2 separate regions of the Mus musculus genome follow, and region 1 is linked to region 2. Evidence: chromatin contacts called from public Hi-C data. All regions are on one chromosome and are shown on one strand. The core of a region is the stretch at or near the end of the contact, and the rest is flanking DNA. Distances in the headings are between cores, read along the strand shown. Region 1 has its middle 32 kb from the start of Gm35634. Region 2 has its middle 18 kb from the start of Gm42317.

Region 1 (3,799 bases), core at 417-2,916, 330 kb after region 2:
CATTTAAATGCCCGAGCCTTTGGGGGACTTTTTCTCATTTGGACCACCACAAATTCATGGCTATATGCAAGACAAAAATCAAAGGCTGTCACTGAGCATCTGCAGTCACTGGTGTCTGCAGTGTGCTGAGAATTCAGGAATACTGGATCACAGGGAGGTCAGGGCAAAGGGAGCCAGGGCTGAAGACAGGGAAGGATGCGTCTGAGAATAGAATGTTAGACGATGATCCTAAAGTAGAGAAATGCTCTTGGCCACAGGCTTGCCACCATGTGACAGCCCAGGTGCTGCTGCAGCCATCAGCAACAATGTGCAAGTGTACAACAGAGAGAATAACTGTACCAGGGCCAATGGGTGGCCTGGAGCCAGGACATGCAATAACTCTTTTCTTCTGACACTGTGTCTACAGGAGCTTGCCTGGAGTCTGTCTCTAAGGCCTTGCATTAATCTTAAAAAATGGCCAAGAGTGGAATTTATCTTTTAACAATATTCCACTCTTGCTTGCTGCTAGTGCCCAGGGCCTGTTGCCTGTCTGTTACTTACAGTGTCTGAAGATTGACGGCCACTGCACTCAACCCAAGAGCTGTTTAGTGGTCAAGGACAGGGTAGAAGACATCATCAGAGAGACAGAAAGATCAGCAGAAAACAAAGGAACAGAAACCAAAAGGATAGAAAGGGATGCCCAGAGAGTGGGGGTAAACATAGGATCACAAGACCAGGAAGGGAACCAAGAAGGCAGGGAGGCCAGGAGCCAAGGCCAAGGCAAGAATTTGCCAACATAGAGTGGTTGAAGAGAGGGTCTCAGTAGCAAGATGACCAGAAGCCCACATGAAAAAGAAACTAGCCCACCAGTGGGCTTAGCACAGACAGGTTCTGGGGGAGCCCCTGAATTTGAAACCTTATTAGCTACCAAAGCTCCCATTGCAAACCTCTGCTCCAGAGGGCCAACCTGACCTCTGCCATTGACCTTCCTGCCGGGCCCCCTGCCCACCTGTGCCTGGCTCACCTGACCATCACTGGCTGATCTGGCTCTCTAGGTTTAAGGTAGTATGGTGGATAGAGAGTCTCTACCCTCCACGGCTTCGGGCTGCAGCATCTTTCCCACGTGGTCCTTCTTTTCCCTCCTGCAATGTCAACTTGCTTCTCTGAGAAAAGATCCAAATGGAGGTTAAGGGAATCAAGTATGATTTAATCCCGTTTAAAGGTAACTAGGAGCACATGGGTGTAACAGGCCCAACTGTTCTGATCCCAGCTCTCTCTTGTCCTGCCTCCTCCTCCTCCTCCTCCTCCTCCTCCTCCTCCTCCTCCTCCTCCTCCTCCTCCTCCTCCACCTCTTCTCCCTCCTCCTTCTCCTCTTTCTCTACCTCTTCCTCTCCTCCCTGCTCCTCCAAAGACACCCAGGATGCTCCTGAAAAGAAGGGAATACCATCTGCTAGGTGTATTTCAGAAACTGTGCCTGGGGGATCCGGCAAGGCAAGAAATGAGGCGCACTAAACTTAGCACAGGGCTAGGGGGAAGGAACTCTGTGTTCTCATGCCAGGTCCAGGTCTAGAAGGCTGGGGAGCAAGTGACTGCACCTGCTCACTGTTCACAGGGCCTAGTAGCCTGAGGAGGAGGCACTCTCCAGGGCCAGCCCTCAGCTCACATCAGAGTCAATGCTAATCCAGTCACCCAGCAAAGCAGCTTCAGTGCTGTAAGGGAGGGGCCCCAGGCAGCTGAAGCCCAGGGCAGCTTTTCGTAGCAATATTATAATTTTCAATTCCGAGACATGCTTTAACATTCTACAGTAAGATGTACCTTTTGATTGACCTAGACATTTAATCTCATCTTTCTCTTGTTTTCTTTCTTCTCCCACCACCCCCACCCCATCCCCAAAAGCTGTTATTAAGTTGATGGTCTATTTTCTGATAGCTTCTTACAGTAAAAGCAAGTAGACTCAGCATGACAAATACTGTGAGCAGCAGTCCTAAGCATACGAAGTACCCAGCATGAGTATCTACAGTGTCTTATGTCACATCAGAAAAATTAAGTCTCAGAGAGGTACAGAAACTCACTAGCAGTCTCACAGTAAATGTGCAGGGGTTGGGGTCAGAAAGCATTAGAGCAATCTTACTACCTTCACTCTGTGGGTCAGAGTACCATCTCCGGGGCTACTGTGCCTATAGGTTCTAGCACTAGTTAAAGAGAGTGTTTTCGATCTCCAGGCCTGGGTGGAATAGCCAGAGACAGGGCACCTAGTCAGCCATTGGTGCACACCAATAGGTGTTCCCAGATGGAATTTGGTCACAACTGGCGGCCCTAAAACACATTCTGCTGCTGGCTTCCCTCCTCCTGCCAGCTCTGACCAGAGAGAGGCAGTAAAAGGCTTGGGTATCCAGGTCTCAGCTGGGAGGCCAAGGTCGAGGAATGGGGCAACAGGTATGAGTGCAAGGGGTGGCTTTCCCTAGAAAACTGTTCTGGCTAGCCTTTTCCAGAAGCCTCTTCTCTGCGGATGATGGATGGCCCTCTGAGCGACAGCAGGTACGTGCTTCACAGGGACACATCAGCCCAAAGACCCATAATGCTTCTTGAAGTCTATCTACTGACCACAGGGCAGAGAAACTGGTGAGGGACCCTAAAGACCCCAATACAGGGAAGCAGCTGGGGCGACTACTGGACTTGCCGGCACAGTACATCTATAGTCAGAGCCATGTTGACCCCAAGCACTGTAGTCAGGCCCTGTGTTCTTTTGGGTGGGAGACTCTTGTGTCTAAGGGCAGGCTTAGAAGTTAGTAGAGTCCAGTAAAGCACAGAAGAGCCTGTGCTGATGTTAATTAGCTCTGTGATCGTGATGTGTCATCTCACCTTTATTAACCACCATTTGTCTGTAACTCAGAAAAATAATAGTTGTTTTGTATATAGCATAGAGCTCACACCCTGAGCATAGTATGTGATCAGGATATTTTTGACTTGTTACTCTGAAGCCATCCACCATGGAGTTAAAAGGAGCCCTTCCTTCTCCAGAGGAGGAAACTGAGACCCAGTGCTGAAAGCCTGCTCTGACATCCCGGGAGCTGGGGAAAGCAGGGGGTTATGGCATCTGTGACTGGGGTTGGTGCTATAGCAGCCGATGCCACTCTCCCACCCCCTGACTGTTGACAGCAGAGGGTGATTTACAGGGTCAGCACTGCTGATGGAACAAAACTTAATTATCTGGGGCTGGCAAGAATGCCTGGTGACAAACTCTGAGCGCTTAACTCTTAAGAGGCTGCTCAGAAAGAAAAGGATAGAGAGAAGGTAGTGCACACACACACACACACACACACACACAGGAGCACACACACACACGTGTGTATATGCGCTCCAGGTCCAACTACCTTTTTCATCAATTTCACAAGTGCGCAACAATACTTATATACATATACACATATGTATGTATGCACACACATATAGACAGACATATAGGCATATAGACTCTTTATTTTTTTTCTTTCAGCCTTTTTATACCTTCTTAGAAATTCTTCATATAATTACCTCACAGACAAAACATTACACAAAACATTACACAAAAGGGGAGTTACAGAAAGATGTCAATAGTCAGTTCAAAGCAGTGCTTTGTTCTACAAGCTCATTATAAGTTCAAAGCAACAGTTCCCCATGGCCTTGCTTTATTATAGTGCACACCTGTGGCTTCATCCTTGGACCTGGCCTAGGATGAATGGTTTTCCTTGATCACAAATCTGTCCAAAGCCCATTTCTCTTCTTAGTGCAATATACGAAAGCTCACTGTATTTTTTACTATGCAGCCCTTACTTACTATTCT
Region 2 (3,512 bases), core at 410-2,909:
GCTCTGTCACAGACAAGTCTCACAATAATTGTGCCGAAAGAGTCTGTTGATACAAAACATAAACTGATTTGTGGTGACAGTGGATCAATGCGAGGAGATGAGACAAGCAGAAGTTGCTAAGGGACCTGAGGAGGATTTGGAAGTGACGGGCAGCTGGTTTTGTTAGTTAGAGTGTAATGGTATTTTGTGGGTGGCTGTGCATGTCAGTGTTATATAACTTTACAGTTACATATGCACAGTGGTTGAAAATTATTTATACATAAAGCTGTAGAAACTAAATTACCACCAATGAAGGTCGTTGGGAGAACAGATATTCCTGGGGCCCAGCGCACAGTAGGCATCCAATGAGCTGAGCTGTACACAGGCTTCTCAAAGTCTCCTAGTCAGTGTCCCTACTAGGAACTGGAGAGGGGGTGGGGACCGTGCCCTGCTCTGAGGCTCAGGTGTGGCACTCCACAGAGAGCCTCAGGTCTCAGCTGTACCCGGAAGCCTGAGAGGATGGCAGCTGCCACGACAATTTGCAAGCCAAATGAAGCAGCTACCCATTCCCACAGCCACCTCAGGCATCGTGGGCTGGCCTCCTTGCTGGTCCACAGCCTCCATGCCCTGACATCCAGCCGTTTTTCCTCCCTATGACTTGTTATTCGTGAACCTCCTTTCAGAGAAGGGGACACATTTCCTTTGTCATCTTACCAGCAAAGCCTAGGTTAGTCACACCAGGCAGTGTGACACTCCTGCGGTCAGCCGGCAGAGAGGTGTGTGAGACCCTGACTTTTGCTTTCTGATTACAGTGGTTTTGTGTGCTGGCTAGGCTGACATTTTCTCTCCTGGAGAGATGAGGCACTTTAGAAACTGCTGATTTAATTCGAAACCCCATCACCTGCTGGGTAGCACAGGTGGAGAGCATTGGACCCCGTTTGCTGTCGGGGAATGGAATTCTAGGTGGAGGGAGCAGCAGGGTCGTTGGGGAAACTGAAAGAGAGGACACACCTGACCAAGGTCACATGGTGAGCTGGGGTCACAGAGCTCAGGACCTGACTTTGCAGTTCTTGCTGATGCTGGCCTGCTTTTAGACACTGGGGTCCCAGCGTTTGGTCAGAATCCTACAGTGAGAGCAGCTCAGAGAAGGGAGGGGGACGGTGTGGGTTTGCACACAGGACAGGGACAGTGGCCTTTGTTGACAGGCCTGAAGGGGGCCTGAGACAAAGGTCTTAGTCTCAGCTGAAACCTGAAGTCTCCACACCCAGAGATGACATTGTCGAAGGCACTTGAAGAAAATCAGACCCATGTCATCTGTCTGCAAGACGCTGCCAACTGTTAACGCCTCCCGAAGGAGGTGCCATCTGATCCCACTTAGGGAAATGCCACGTTCAGGCATTTAAAAGTCAGTGTGATTCAGGGACAAACTTTCACAGCGTTGATGGGCTCCCCTTAAGTCTGAGCATGGAGCTCGGGGGGGGGGGGGCGTGAACACTCATCTGCGAGGTTCCTGTGACATGGGACGCCAAACATGAGAAATCACCATCTCCCATGAAGCTTCTATTCTGGTGGTGGCGACACGGATGGGTGGTAATTCCAGAGGGTGATGGAAGGGAGGAAGGTGAGTGGCATCTAGCTGGGGGTGTGCCCAAAGGAGTGGGCAGGGGTGTGAACAGCTCAGAGGCAGTGAGTGGTGTTTTTCAGCATCTAGCAACAGAAAGGCAATGTATGTCCCTGCTCTCTGGCATGTTGAAAGAGTGTGTGCTGGCAACTCCACTGGCTAGAGTCATCTGAGAGGGAAGGAACCACAATTGAGAAAATGCCTTCACAAGATTGGGCTTCAGGCAAGCCTGGAGGGCATTTTTTTGATAGTTGATGTGAGTGTGGCAGGCCCATCCCTGGGCTGGTGGTCCTGGGTTCTATAAGCAGGCTAAGCAAGTCGTGAGAACAAGCCGGTAAGCATCACACCGCAGACCTCTACATCAGCTCCTGCCTCTCCTGTCTGTTTAGGTTTCTCTCTTGACTTTCTGTGAGGGGGATTATTATAAAGTGTAAGCCTGATAAATCCTTTTCTCCCCAGCTTACTTTTTGGTCATGGTGTTTCACCACATCAGTAGTAACTTGATCAGCATGGAGGAGGAATGTAAAGATAGTATAGTATAGACAGAAGGCATCCTGGGAAGGATGCAGCAGTGGGAAGCTGAACAAAGCTGAGAGCCTTGTCCAGGACAAGCCCTGGAGTCTTAGCCCCTACTTCTTTAAAAAACATATTTGTTTGTTTTATGTGCTTGGGTGTTTTGTCTGCAGATTCCCCAGAGCTGGAGTTCCTCACAGATGGCTGTGAGCCACCAGGTAGGTGCTGGGACTCGAACCCCAGTCCTCTGGAAAAGCAGCTGGTGCTCTTAAGTGCTGAGCCATCTCTCCAGCTCCTCCGAGTCTTAGAGCTGATAGTTCATAGCATTTTCCTTTTTTAATAATCTAACTTGGATTAATTGCACAAAATAATGTTTCCTTGAGATGTCGATGTATGTACATCATACCCTGTGGTCACATCACTCTCCTGCATCACCCTGTCTTGTCCTTTTGGGCCGTTCCCTTCCCTTCCCAATAGCCTCCCTTCTGATGCTGTCAGGTTTTTTTGTGTTTTAACTCAGATTCCTCCTAGGGTCTTAACATCTGAGTACTTCTCCTGCTGCATGAGCACGGAGAGTTGCTGAATTCACTCACTCACTCACTCACTCACTCACTCACTCACTCACTCACTCACTCACTCATTCACACATTCATTCACTTATTCATCCATTCACTCATCTACTTATTCACTAATTCATTCATATATTAATTCATTCACTCATTCACTCGCTCATTCATTCATTCACTTATTCAGTTAGGCTTTCATTCACTTGCTAATTAGTTAATTCAAATATCCCTAGTGTACCCACTGTGGGCTGGACCCGATCCTGAGAACCAGGGACATATTTGGGCACCAGATAGAACCTTTAAGGGTGCCATGTTCCTGTCTTACAGAAGAACAACCTGGCATCAGGGAGGTTTAGAGAGAGCCACTCAGTTGCAGCCACCAGGAGGGACGGGGGGGGGGGGGGGGGGGGGGGGAAGGTAGGAGAGAGGGAAGGAGGGAGGAGGAAGGGAGGGAAGATCAAATCACCCTAAAACCAAAACAGTAGTGCTTAGTGCTACTGAGTCTGAGCTGAAAGAGGCTCGCTTAAGCAGAACTGCTTTCATGAATGTAAATTATGGGACTCAGTTGTGTGTGTGTGTGTGTGTGTGTGTGTGTGTGTGTGTGTGTGTAAATGTGGGTGGTTGTGTGCATGGTGCAGGTGTGGAGGTCAGAGAACAACCTTTGGATATCAGTCTGCACCTTTGTACCTCATCTGAGACAGGACCTACTTGCTACAGAGAGCCAGCTAGCAGGACCTGCACCTCTGGCCTTCTCCCTCCCAGCCCCCAACTCCTATAGGCATGCTGGGATCACAGACATTTACAAACCATGTCTGGCTGTTACATCCCCATCC

The links. A called contact is a pair of places that touch in the nucleus more often than the background predicts.
Region 1: a contact with region 2 is called in a Hi-C map of cerebral cortex, with 1.6 times the contacts expected there. The contact joins two enhancer-like sites. A contact is called at or near these places in 2 of 484 Hi-C or Micro-C datasets (cerebral cortex and embryonic stem cells) and 2 of 115 datasets of contacts at active chromatin or transcription factors (astrocytes and embryonic stem cells).

The regions. Positions count from the first base shown.
Region 1 is chr4:131,374,740-131,378,538 of GRCm38.p6, forward strand. No RefSeq gene overlaps it. Among named protein-coding and RNA genes, the nearest start is that of Gm35634, 32 kb to the right of the region's middle. Within about 2 kb of position 1,667, at least 6 of the 459 cell types and tissues checked have an H3K27ac peak or open chromatin away from gene starts, as enhancers often do. A contact at or near this core is called in cerebral cortex, where this site is marked.
Region 2 is chr4:131,045,807-131,049,318 of GRCm38.p6, forward strand. No RefSeq gene overlaps it. Among named protein-coding and RNA genes, the nearest start is that of Gm42317, 18 kb to the right of the region's middle. Within about 2 kb of position 1,660, at least 7 of the 459 cell types and tissues checked have an H3K27ac peak or open chromatin away from gene starts, as enhancers often do. A contact at or near this core is called in cerebral cortex, where this site is marked.